Linked DNA regions of Zea mays: regions 1 and 3 are each linked to region 2. The links are chromatin contacts, called in public Hi-C maps. All regions are on one chromosome and are shown on one strand. Each heading gives the region's core, a stretch centred on a gene start, on an enhancer-like site or on the middle of the called end of the contact. The rest is flanking DNA. Distances are from core to core; before and after follow the strand shown. Region 1 holds the start of LOC100274849. Region 2 holds the start of LOC100280703 (esterase PIR7B). Region 3 holds the start of LOC100284026.

Evidence for each region. Hi-C and Micro-C count contacts between places; a contact is called where the count stands out from the background.
Region 1: a contact with region 2 is called in a Hi-C map of ear, with 5 times the contacts expected there. The contact joins the promoter of LOC100274849 here to the promoter of LOC100280703 in region 2. A contact is called at or near these places in 2 of 25 Hi-C or Micro-C datasets (ear and leaf).
Region 3: a contact with region 2 is called in a Hi-C map of ear, with 3 times the contacts expected there. The contact joins the promoter of LOC100284026 here to the promoter of LOC100280703 in region 2. A contact is called at or near these places in 3 of 25 Hi-C or Micro-C datasets (bundle sheath, ear and leaf).

What each region holds. Positions count from the first base shown.
Region 1 is chr2:217,264,567-217,268,564 of Zm-B73-REFERENCE-NAM-5.0, forward strand. LOC100274849 reads right to left here and starts at 1,317. Exons shown (of 3, transcript XR_561694.3): 1 at 1-1,317.
Region 2 is chr2:217,416,433-217,420,214 of Zm-B73-REFERENCE-NAM-5.0, forward strand. LOC100280703 (esterase PIR7B) reads right to left here and starts at 1,942. Exons shown (of 5, transcript NM_001153622.2): 1 at 1,447-1,942; 2 at 1-45. The coding sequence starts at 1,794.
Region 3 is chr2:217,241,783-217,245,480 of Zm-B73-REFERENCE-NAM-5.0, forward strand. It overlaps LOC100284026, which reads left to right and starts at 1,603. Exons shown (of 2, transcript NM_001156924.2): 1 at 1,603-2,403. The coding sequence starts at 1,728. The coding sequence ends at 2,396.

The DNA of each region.
Region 1 (3,998 bases), core at 67-2,566, 150 kb before region 2:
TCAATGAGCAAGGTATATGATTTTACTCCAGGAGCATGCCCATAACCTTTCATCATACGGAATACCTTGACAGCATGCTCAACCCTCTCAATCCCACATAAAATCTTGATGAATCCATAATATGCCTTCCTATCAAGTTTATCTCCAAATCCTGCAGACCGCATCCACGTTATCATTTCATCCCCCTCTGAAGTTCGGGCAGCTTGGTACAAGCTCCTAATGAGCACCAAGTACGTGTCAGCATCCGGTGAGCAGCCCCACTCACCCATACGCTGGAACAGATTCATGGCATCCCCTGTCTTGCGGATCTTGCAAAAATTTGTGATCAGAACCCGAAATGTGCCTGCATCACGAGGAATCCCATTTGCTTCCATGTCAACTAAGAACTTCTCCGCTTCTATTGGCATCCTCAGTGGATCCTTCTTGCGACAGAGCCGGCAGACACAATCAAGAACAGCATTATACGCATCCAATCCTGGATGGAACCCACCTCTACGTGTCTCACCAATCAACCTTAGCGCATGGTCGAGCTTACCAGCATTGGCATAACCAGATACAAGCAAAGTGCAGATATTATCATCTGGGAAGATCTCACTGGCGACCTTCTTGGCAGCTCGCTCTGCGTGCGAGGGGAATCCCTCGGAAGAAAGCGAGGAGACCAGCAAAGTGAGAGCCTCGCGGTTACGGAGCTGCTCCGGCAATTCGTCGAACACCTTGACAGCGTCCGTTGGGCGCCCGGCTCTGGTGAGCTGCTGGAGATAGGCGTCGAGCGTGGTGGGCCCGAGAGCGGTTGGAAACTCCTGGATGAGCGCGCGCACGGCGGGGAAGTCGCGGCGGCGGGCGAGGTGGCGAACGATGGGCGCGAGCGCGCCGTCGGAGGGGTGGAGCGAGCGGCGGCGGACGAGGAAGCGGAAGAGATCGGCAGCGGCGCGGGAGGTGGCGGGCGGGGAGAGCGCGAGCGCCTCGGCGAGGAGCGCGTTGGTAGGCCGCACGTCGGAGAAGTGGAGGGAGAAGTAAGCGTCCGGGGTGGTGGCGGGGGGCGGGGTCGTGGAGAGCGCAGTGAGCGCCGACGCGAGGGACGAGGCCAGGGAGGCGGCCGGGGTCGGGGTGCTTGAGGTAGAGAGGTAGCGCAGGAAGTGGGAAGGGGCCGCGGCGGTAGCGGCGGTGGCCGGAGGCGGAAGTAGCCGGAGGAGGTGGTGGCGGCGCCACATTTTGGAGTGGCGGAGATCGGGGGAGTGGTGAGGGAGGGTTCGGGACTTGGGTTGGGATGTTCAGTTCTGCAGTCTCTGCTCTCGAGGCTTTGACGCGTGAAGGGCCGATCTAAAATCAAACGGTCAAGAGGGTTTCACGGAAAACTATGGTTTCTATCCAATACTACGGTTTTGAGTAATATAATAGTATTTTATGTTATGACGTGTTTGGTTCTATTTTTAAAAACTTTGTTTTTAAAACTATAGTATTTTATATATCAATAATATTTTTGGAGTATTAGAAACTCTACTTTAACTCAAAGTTTTTATGGTATAACTAGCTTTTGTCCAATATCATGGTTTAAAATGTTGTGTCTAAACAATGTTTCTTAAAACTATATTATTTCTGTACCTACTAAAACTACTGTATTATCATGACAATTACAAAATATAGTATTATAAAACTATATATTTGAGAATCATTGTTGCCAAACATTAGCATTTTCAAGAGTTCAAAAAAAAATACTTTTCTAAAGTTATTCTATTTTTTTAAGTTGTCAAAAACATAACTGATAGTAGAAAAGAAGGATTCTCTAATAGATTTTGAAACACAACTTCCAAAACTATTAAAAACTTGATCCCACCAGAAACTTCATGTGAGCTTAAATAAATGCATATATACATATGTGTTGGGGACTTGTTTTCAAATGCTATGAGTTAAGAACAAGGCAACACAAAATATTAAATGTTAATGTCCTTCGTCCTTCGAAGCATTATTTCCCTTAGGATATAACGATCTTCGGACGAAGGTCATGAATGACGTACCTTCATCATCATGGTATACGATAATGAAAGACAAAGCATATGAAACATGAAAGTTAACATGAATAATCATATAACATCATTCACATATCTTCATTATATAAATTTGGATAATTAAAGACGATATTTAATTACATTTGTACCTTCGGCTTGACAGAAGATAAAAATCCGAGTGTTGCGCACGAGCGAATACAAGATAGCGTAAACAGTACAGGGGTACTATTCATCTATTTATAGGCGCAGGACACAACCTGTGAGAAATTACATTCATGCCCTTTACAAATGTTTACAATCATAATACCAACTATCACGGGCCGATTGGTCATTTCATCTTTAAGTCGGTGCATCTGAAAATGTACTCCGAAGCTCTTTGATTGATAGCTTCGGCTTTGTGTCAATCTTCCGAAGGTGTTCCTTCTTATGGGACCTTCGACGACGAAGCAGACCCCCAACAGTAGCCCCTTCACGGTGCCAGATCGTTTTTCGTAACGAGCTCTGTGGGGGATAGATATCCCCTGGGTCCACTAAAGAAGTAAAAGGCCTCACGAAAGGCCCAAGGGCCCAATAATTCATAAGGTCATTCTTTCGTGGGCCTAGGGAAAGACAACCAACAAAGAAGAGAAGACGTGAGACTGGATTGGTGCAAACTCGGACGGCCCACAACGTCGAACGAATGAATCGCAACAGAGACCCGACTTTCCCGCGCTGAAGCCCCCATGCAACGGAACCATGCGAGGATAAGTCGGCGAGGGTTACGTAGGGATAAACTCAAGAGGTTCACTATCTTTTAGCTACTTGATGTTATCATGTCACATGTACTGCCCCACGGTCGAGTATATAAGGCCTAGGGGGCACCCCTTCAGATCGATCGGCCCTATTTTACTTAGCCACCCACGTAAACTCTCTGCGCCCTCAATCAGAGAGTCCTCTTGTAACCACGCTCATATACTCACCAGGACGTAGGGTGTTACGCACTTCTAAGCGGCCCGAACCTGCAAATCTTGTCCATTGTCCCTCGTGCGATCGGCACGAACCATTTTGCTACAGTCGTTGACACCGTCCTACTCCTAAAAACACCTTGAGGGGCAACCCCGGGTGTGCGGTCGGACCCAAAACACCGACAGCTGGCGCGCCAGGTAGGGGGTGTGTCGACGATCCAAGCTAGCTCAATGGCCGTCACCTTCCACAGCAAGATCACCGTGCGTCCCGGATCTGTATTCTGCTTCGGGACAATCTCATCTGTAGCGGATGAAGGGGGAATTCTACACCGCATCGCAGATCTGCCAGAAGAGAAGTTTCCTCCAACAAACTCCGGAAATGCTGGAAAGACGCTACCTCCGGCTCTTCGGAAAAAGATCGTCTCCGGGAAGGCTGGAGCTAGAAGCTCGCTGATCCGGAAGACTCCGCTGTCTACCTCCCCGACGAAAGAATGGACACGGGTCACGAGAAAGAAGGAAACCAGGGAAAGGCAAGTCGTTCTTCCCGTTCCTCCGGCCTCAAAGGAGAACGGAAAGAAAGTCGCCACGACAGCAGTACCATTCTACCCCGACGTCCTCTTCATCGGGAGAGTGGAGTCGCCCGCCGTCTCTGACGACGAACCGACCGCGCCTGGAGAAGAACCACCTCAACGAGAATCCCGCCGACGGAGGAACCGACGCAGGAACATTCGACGACATCACGCGGTCGAAGAACGGGATCCGGAGCAACCTGTCTCACGAGACGAGGTCTCGGAGATAGGAGAAACTCCGGAAGAACGCGTCTTCAGAGAACGAAGGAACTCCCGACGACGTGATCGCCGACGGACTCAGGAGCAAGCCGAGCAAGATGCAAGGCAACGCCGGGAGAATCCGCTCTTCGGGCGCAACCTGAACCCCGACTTCGCCCGAGCTATGAACACGCCGAGCGAGGTCGGAGGCGTTCTAGCTCGGATAGCTGACGGACTTCCTCGGACTCCCGACGCCGAGGGATACCGATGCCTGTTCACTC
Region 2 (3,782 bases), core at 692-3,191:
AACAAGAACAATGACGTTGGTTTCCAAATCCTTAGTATTCAAATCCTGTTTGATAAATGAACCATAAGTAAAAAAAATGTGGTTATATAAACCCAGGAAGAGTTGTAAAGCACTCAAACACTAGAATTACTGAGTTAGTATCCAAGGTCCTGATAAATACGCACACAATGTACTAGTCAAAATGTGTAGATGATTGTTTGCTGATAAGCGCGAAAAGGCAGAAATGACATGTAAATATCAAATACCGTGCTGGTTCTGTTGAAAACCTTCACAATTTCCAACAAATTTAGCATACCAGCATCTGCATCCGCTAGCTGACAGATGACTTTGAAAATGTCAATCTTACTAGTCAACACCACTGTTAGCAGTCAGAAAAGCCAGTATATAATGTACTCAAGACAGATTAGGAGCCACGCCGGCTGCCCATCCCATTCATGATCAGGATAAACCTGGGGATCGCCACCATTGCACAAGTTGATGATGGCCTCCTCGGCTCTGCCTTGTCCTTTCTCCAGAGGAACGAACACACAAGCCGATATGATCCCACCAGAGCTAGAAGCAACAACCAATCAGTTTCCACGGCCCCTATGCATAAGAGCTTCTGAACAAAACCAATGTACGACCAAGCACTATCAGTCAACAACCGAAGTTTCCCGGTTCCACTAAATTTTGACCAAATCAGAATCAGTGCTTGGTCATTGTCAGATAAGAGATAACTACTTGTTCTCACTTCTCTCAAGAGTATTCATCAACTGCAGATGATAAAAGCCAGCTCTTAGTATACTATGTTGAATACCAGGAATGCGTGTCGCCGTAGGAAACGATAATATAAACTTATTAAGGGATGGACGCAACGCAACCACGTGCGTCGGCACCGCTTCGAATCTGCAGGCGTTCCGATTTGAACGGTCTCGACGACAGATGGGCTAACCAGATTGCCCGGTCCCATACAGATACAGTAGACACCGTCACAAGCTGCGAATTTGTAATTGCCTCATTCTCTGCCTAGTTCTTAAAAGAGCCGATTCCAATAAACAAACAAGGGGTATTCGTGCACGCAGCATCGAGTTAAACTGCAAACTGCCCGGCGTGCCATGATGCCAAATACAATAAATCAGGAAAAAATAATGAGAAGATTCTGAATCACCAATGGTGATGCCTTAGCTTCCAGCAACTGAGCCAAATGAATCGAGCAAACATGAAAGGAACCTAAATTTCATGAAAGAGCGTAGTGACAAGAGAGCCAGCCAAACATTCGATGCAAGGACAGTCAATCGCAGTGGAAATTCGCAGAATTGGCAGAAATGATGGCACAAAGTCAAACAAAGACTGCACAAGAGTATAATTCAACACGGCGGCACGCATACCAATGACCAACTGAACCAAACAACGGGGACGCAAGCAAGCTATGGAGGAAGTAGTAGCATGTATGGCTAAGATCCTCACCTTGGCTAGGAGTTGCTGTGGCTGGAGCTCGGGGTCAGCGAGCGACCTCGGCCGCGTGCTGCAACTTCGGGGCAGCGGCGGGCCCTGGCTCTGCCGCTTGGCCGCGTACCGCACCGACGCGGACCGCTCGAACGCGCCCAGGCCACCGGACGCGCCCCTCTGCCCCAGCACGAGCGCCGCTGCTGCAGTAAGCGCCTCCTCGTCTATGGACACGGAGGCCTTAGCGGAGTCCCTCCCGCCGCCGCCACGGCCGCGGGAAGAGGTGGACGAGCGCCGCTTCGGCTGCGGCGGCGGGGACCTGTTCCCCGACGGGATTGGGTCGGAGAGGCAGGACATCAGCGAGCCCATCGGGCCGAGCCGGGTAGATTCGGAGCAGGAAAATCCTCGCCTTGCTGCCCCGGTGCTGCTGCCGCGATTCAGGGGAGCTTGACGAGGAGTCGAGGAGGGGGAGAAAGAGGAAGCAGGGGGAGCGAGCAGCGGGCGCGGCAGAAATGGCAGGCACAAGGATACGAAAATTTATACTTCTTCTCGTACCGCCACTTTTGCACATAAGGGCTCCAGTTCTAGGAATTTTGTATCAGGCTACGAGTAGCCTGAAAGTGTTTGGGTACAGGCTGCATCTATATAAAATCCATCACGCTGCATCTATATAAAATCCATGGGGGCATCATTTTTTTTACATTTTGTACTACATCCGTTCACAAATATATAACATCGTTGACTTCTTTAAAAACTTTAATTACTCGTCTTATTTAAAATATTTATTTTAAAATATAAATTTTAAGTTAAACACAAACTACCTTAAGTGATAAAACAAATAAAAAATGAATGATAACTCGTTATTTTTTTTGAATAAGACAGTGATCAAAGTTTTTTTTAAAACAAAATAACGATGTAATATATTTATGAACTGAGGGAGTAGTCGGCAGAACACCTTCCGGTGTCTTTTTAAAACTCGAATTATTATTTTAAAATACATTATTTTCTAAATCTTTTCATTCTTCACAAATTTTTTATCTTCCACACTCTCTAAATTATCAACAACTAGCGAGAATTTAAAACAAAATAATATTTATATTTAGCTATCTCATTAGAGAAACCGTTGGAGATTGTTCTTGACCATTTTTTTGTTTCTAATGATTATTGTTTCAGTTAACCATCGGATTTTTTTTTCAAAATTCGTTCCAAATTCAAAAAAAAGAAAATCATAAAAACTGAAAACCGACGGTAAACCATTTTCTTATACCGGTAAACCATTACTTAGACCGGTAAACCGCCATTTTTTATCGAAAACTAGATTTAATGCCACGATCGAGTATTTAGTGGTCAATTTAGGTATATGAATCTTGTTTAATGTTATATTCTATATTTGAAGATGCTATATGTGAAGAAGAAACTCGTAGCTCAAGTCAAGTTTAGGCATTTAGTGGTCAATTTCGGCTTCATTTCCTGTCCAAACAGTTACCAGCGGTAAACCGTTACCGGTGGGTAGCGGTTTTTGTAGGCTAAACAATTTTGTAAACCGTGATATGGACGTACAAAAACACTATTTGCTGAGTATGTTCATTTCCGCAAGACCGTGTAGTCACTCTGAAATACTGAAACAATACGATTATGCATATTTGCCGCCAACCAAAGATGACAACCTTGTATGACAGCGGAATCTCCGAGAATTCTTTCCAGACCGGAGGGCGGCCTGCCGTTCCTCTGTCCTCGGACGTCTAGCACTGGCAAGCCGCTATGCATGGAGTCGAGAATTGTCTAGGTACCGAAATACCTAGCTCTGCGCTCTGCTCTGCTTTTGAAAAAGAAAAGGAATGCACGCTGGCATCTTGAAGAAAACGTACAGCGCCAGAGCATGCACACCGATACGGACAGGACAAGGCAGGCGCTCTGCCTCTGCTGCCGCTCTCTCCCATGACCTGTCGCTGCCTTTTCTTTGCTGTGGCTGCCCTGTGCCTGTGGCACTGGCAGGCTTGATGGCTCAAACTCGGAGCTGCCTCGAGTTGCGTGAATGCACGCGGTGCCCCGTGCCCTGCCCTGCCCTCGCTGCCTTCTCGACCGGCAGACGGCAGTGCAGCTGAGCTGAGCTGAGCGGATCCAATGCATGCTGACTGACGAAGGCCCAGCAGAGGCAGCCAGTTCCTGTTCCGGGAAAAGAACAAGAGCCAAGGCGCCGTCGGCCGTGGCCATTCCTGGCGGGCGCAGTCAGGAACTGACCAGGCAGATGGAAGAGCTGAAGGCAACCCATGTCAGAGTCAAACAAAACCCATGCCATGCCGGCTGCCGGGCATGTTTTTTTTTTCCCGCCCCCTTCTTCTCCCGACCGATCAGCA
Region 3 (3,698 bases), core at 353-2,852, 170 kb before region 2:
TTCTTAAATCTGACTAGATTTATAGAATATATAAATAACATTTGTATCTTCGAATAATGTTCTTATAAAAGTAGATTCAAAGATCTGTCTAATCATACAAATTGTGTACTATAAATATTAATATTTTCTCATATAAATGTGGTCAAAGATAAAAATATTTAACTCCTCGAAAAATGAAAATGACCAACATTTGTATGGAGGGATAATTCGTTCATTATAAATAACTAGTCGGTTGCCCGTGCGTGCGACGGCTTACAACAATACCCAATTAAACTATCCATCAAAAAAATTCAAGGTTTTTTATTGATTGTCTCCGCTCTCTTTATAATATTTTTTTTGATTTGCCTAACTAATGTTATTGTTTACTTAATGCAATATGTCTTGGTACAACACAACCAATGAAATGAGCGATTAGATAAGAGTTAACAACGACTGACTGAACGAACATAGATTATAAATGACATAATTCCACATATAGAGACCAAATAAGAGAAAGTTTGTGATCTCATGTTTCTTAAATAAGTCACATGAAGTCAAACTTATAAAAAGGATAAATCAAAACATAGAGTGATTGCTAAAGTTAGGCATCAATAAAAACGGGATGTGCTACATATAATTATACCATTTCGTAGCAATTATTAACGTTTAAAACCAACAAATAACCTTTTATTTTACTGTTAGTGTGGTAATCATTGTTGCTTCATCAATTCAGCAACCTCAAACACCATCGAGTCCATTGCGTCAATGTGGTCTCCGAAACGACCTAATGCTTGCAAGAGCCAAGAACGTCGTGTCGTGCTTGGGTTGTAGCCTCAGCCGTAGTGCTGGCTCGGCCCGACATGATTATATATTTTTTATTTTACAAAAAAATGTATATACATATATACAATTTATGTTTAATATTAAAAACATTTGAACATGATGTTATACTGGTTAGATAGCTTCATACAGTGTCTCCCGCTCTTCTTTCATCAGAGCATGGGTCAAACCCCACCTCGTACACTATTTTTTTTTAATATTTTATTTTACAAAAAACGTATATGTGAACATTTGAGCATGATGTTCTACTGGTTATACAGCTTCACCCAGTGTCTCACGCCCTTCTTTCATCACAAGGCATGAGTTTAAATCCCACCTCATGCACTATTTTTTTAATATTTTACGCCGATTTAATCAAATAGGTCGACGGGCTGGCCCGACACAGTCAGGCCGGCATGACATGCATGAGCCAGAGTTGTGGCCCGCGGGCGTCTGGCCCACGTCGGGCCGCCGTTTAGCCATATATAACATGCAACAGATTAATTTGAAATAGTTGTGAGGAGTTATTTGTAAAAAGATGACGCGGGACGACCTTGAAACTGATGTTTTAAGTATAGTATATATAATAGTATAGATATAGAGGACGTGTTTCTCCCTCCGTCATCTATAAATATTTTTATACTTTTAAGAATTAAGTAAAAAATATGTAAAAACGTTTTAGGATATATAGTATGTAAATTACAAAAAATCAATATATAAAATAGAGACCGTGGAAGAGAAATAAGAGAATTCTTTAGAGAAATACAGTCTATAATATAGAAGAGGAATATAAATAATACAGTTAGTTGTTTCACACGGACGCGCGTTTGTCGTGATCGACGATCGAGAAAATCCTAGGGTTTTCCTCTCTCGCCGCCGCCGACTTAAAGTGGACAGAGGAGTAGGCGAACTAGCGCCGGGAGAGTAACATGGGCACGCCGGAGACGTCGCGGGAGCCGTGCCCGGACCGGATCCTGGACGACGTCGGCGGCGCGTTCGGGATGGGCGCCGTTGGCGGCTCCGCTTATCACTTCATCAAGGGCATCTACAACTCCCCCAACGGGATGCGCCTGTCCGGAGGCGCGCAGACCGTGCGCATGAACGCGCCGCGCGTGGGGGGCAGCTTCGCCGTCTGGGGCGGCCTCTTCTCCACCTTCGACTGCGCCATGGTGTACGCGCGCCAGAAGGAGGACCCTTGGAACTCCATCGTTGCGGGCGCAGCCACGGGCGGGTTCCTCTCTATGCGCCAGGGCATGGGGGCCGCGGGCCGGTCCGCGCTCATGGGCGGCATCCTGCTGGCCCTCATCGAGGGCGCCGGACTCATGCTCAACCGCGTCCTCGCCAACCCGCCGCTGCCCGCCGACGATCCCAACCTTACAGCGGCCATGGGCGGCAACCCTTTCCCGGGCCTACCGCAGGCGCCGCCGGTCGTGGCACCTCCGGAAGCGACGACCTCCAGCGGCGTGGGTGGCTTGTTCGGGGGACTGTTTGGCAGGAAGGAGGAGGAGAAGAAACCCAGCGCAGGCGGGGGCAAGTCGGAGATCTTAGAGAGCTTCGATACGCCCAGCAGTCCGATACCATCGTTCGAGTACAAGTGAGGAAAAGGTGCGATGTGTAGTTAATTGCAGTTTTGTTTGGATTTAGAAAAGGTGTGATATATATTCGATTATTAAGTTCGTGATTGTTTTTCCCTTTTTTGTTTGTCCTGTAAGCGTGAGTAGGCAACGTCCATCTGTGTGCACCAGATAGGTTGCATAGGGATTATGATTGTGTTCTGCCGTGGAAGTTAGAAATTGCTTGGGTTCAGCAACTGTTTAGTTTCTTGCGCTAGGTGTTGTGATTGTTTGTTACAAAAAAAATGTGATGTATCCAATTAGAGATTGTTATAGCTTCCTACTAGAAGAACGTGATTGGTCTGGTTGTCCTATATGTATCTGTTCTATTTAGCTTGGATCTGTAGTAGAAGGGACACCAGAGATTTCCTTTTTGTCGACCCTTTGCCTGAGTTTTAGGTTTGCTCCTCGGTGGACAAGGAGCAGACCTTCAGGACTTCAAGCAGCAGCTACAATGGTGTCTCGTCTCTTACAGATAGGGACTGACCTTGTCGAGAATGCATCCTCACTGATTCAGGTTCTGTGTTTGCCATTGGTGCTGTTGGGGATTCTCTCTTCCACTTTGTCAAGGGTCTCCTCAATGCACCTACTGGTGCATGATTTACTGGAGGCTGTGCGCATGAATGTGCCACACATTGGTAGCAGCTTTGCTGTTTGCGGAGGCATGTACTCAGTATTTGATTGTATCCTCATGTATGTGCGTCAGGAGGAGGATCCCTGGAACTTGATTTGTTCTGGTGTGGCCACTGGTGGCATCCTTTCTTTGCGTCAGGGATTTCTCTCAGTCATTCGTTCATGCATGCCTGGCACAATTTTCTTTGCTCTCTTAAGTGGGGCAATTATCGTGTTGCATCGCTCTCAACCTGATCCTCTATCTGTGCCAGTTGATGTTCCAAATGTCACCCTTTTTGAGATGTCTTTATCTATGCCAGTTGGTGCTGAAGCAATCACACGTGTAGAGACATCTCCTGGTGGTCGTAGTTTAGTTGCTTATCCTTGAAAAGGAAAGTGGAAGAGGGGAATCAAAAATAGAAATAGGGCAGTAAGACTGGTACTCTAGAGACTTATTAGAAGGAGCCCAGCATGCCAGTGCTATCGTTTGAGTATAAGTAGATCCATTGACGGACATGTGAATTTTCTCAGCTGCCAGGGTTTATTGGCTAATTGCTCTTTTGTCGCTGTTCCTTTTTAAAAGTGTGTTCCTGGATTTGTATTGGATTGCCGTATTTACTTATTAACCTAGTACTGAAATCAAGGACAGTGTCAAGGGAAGGTAGAATGATAGTA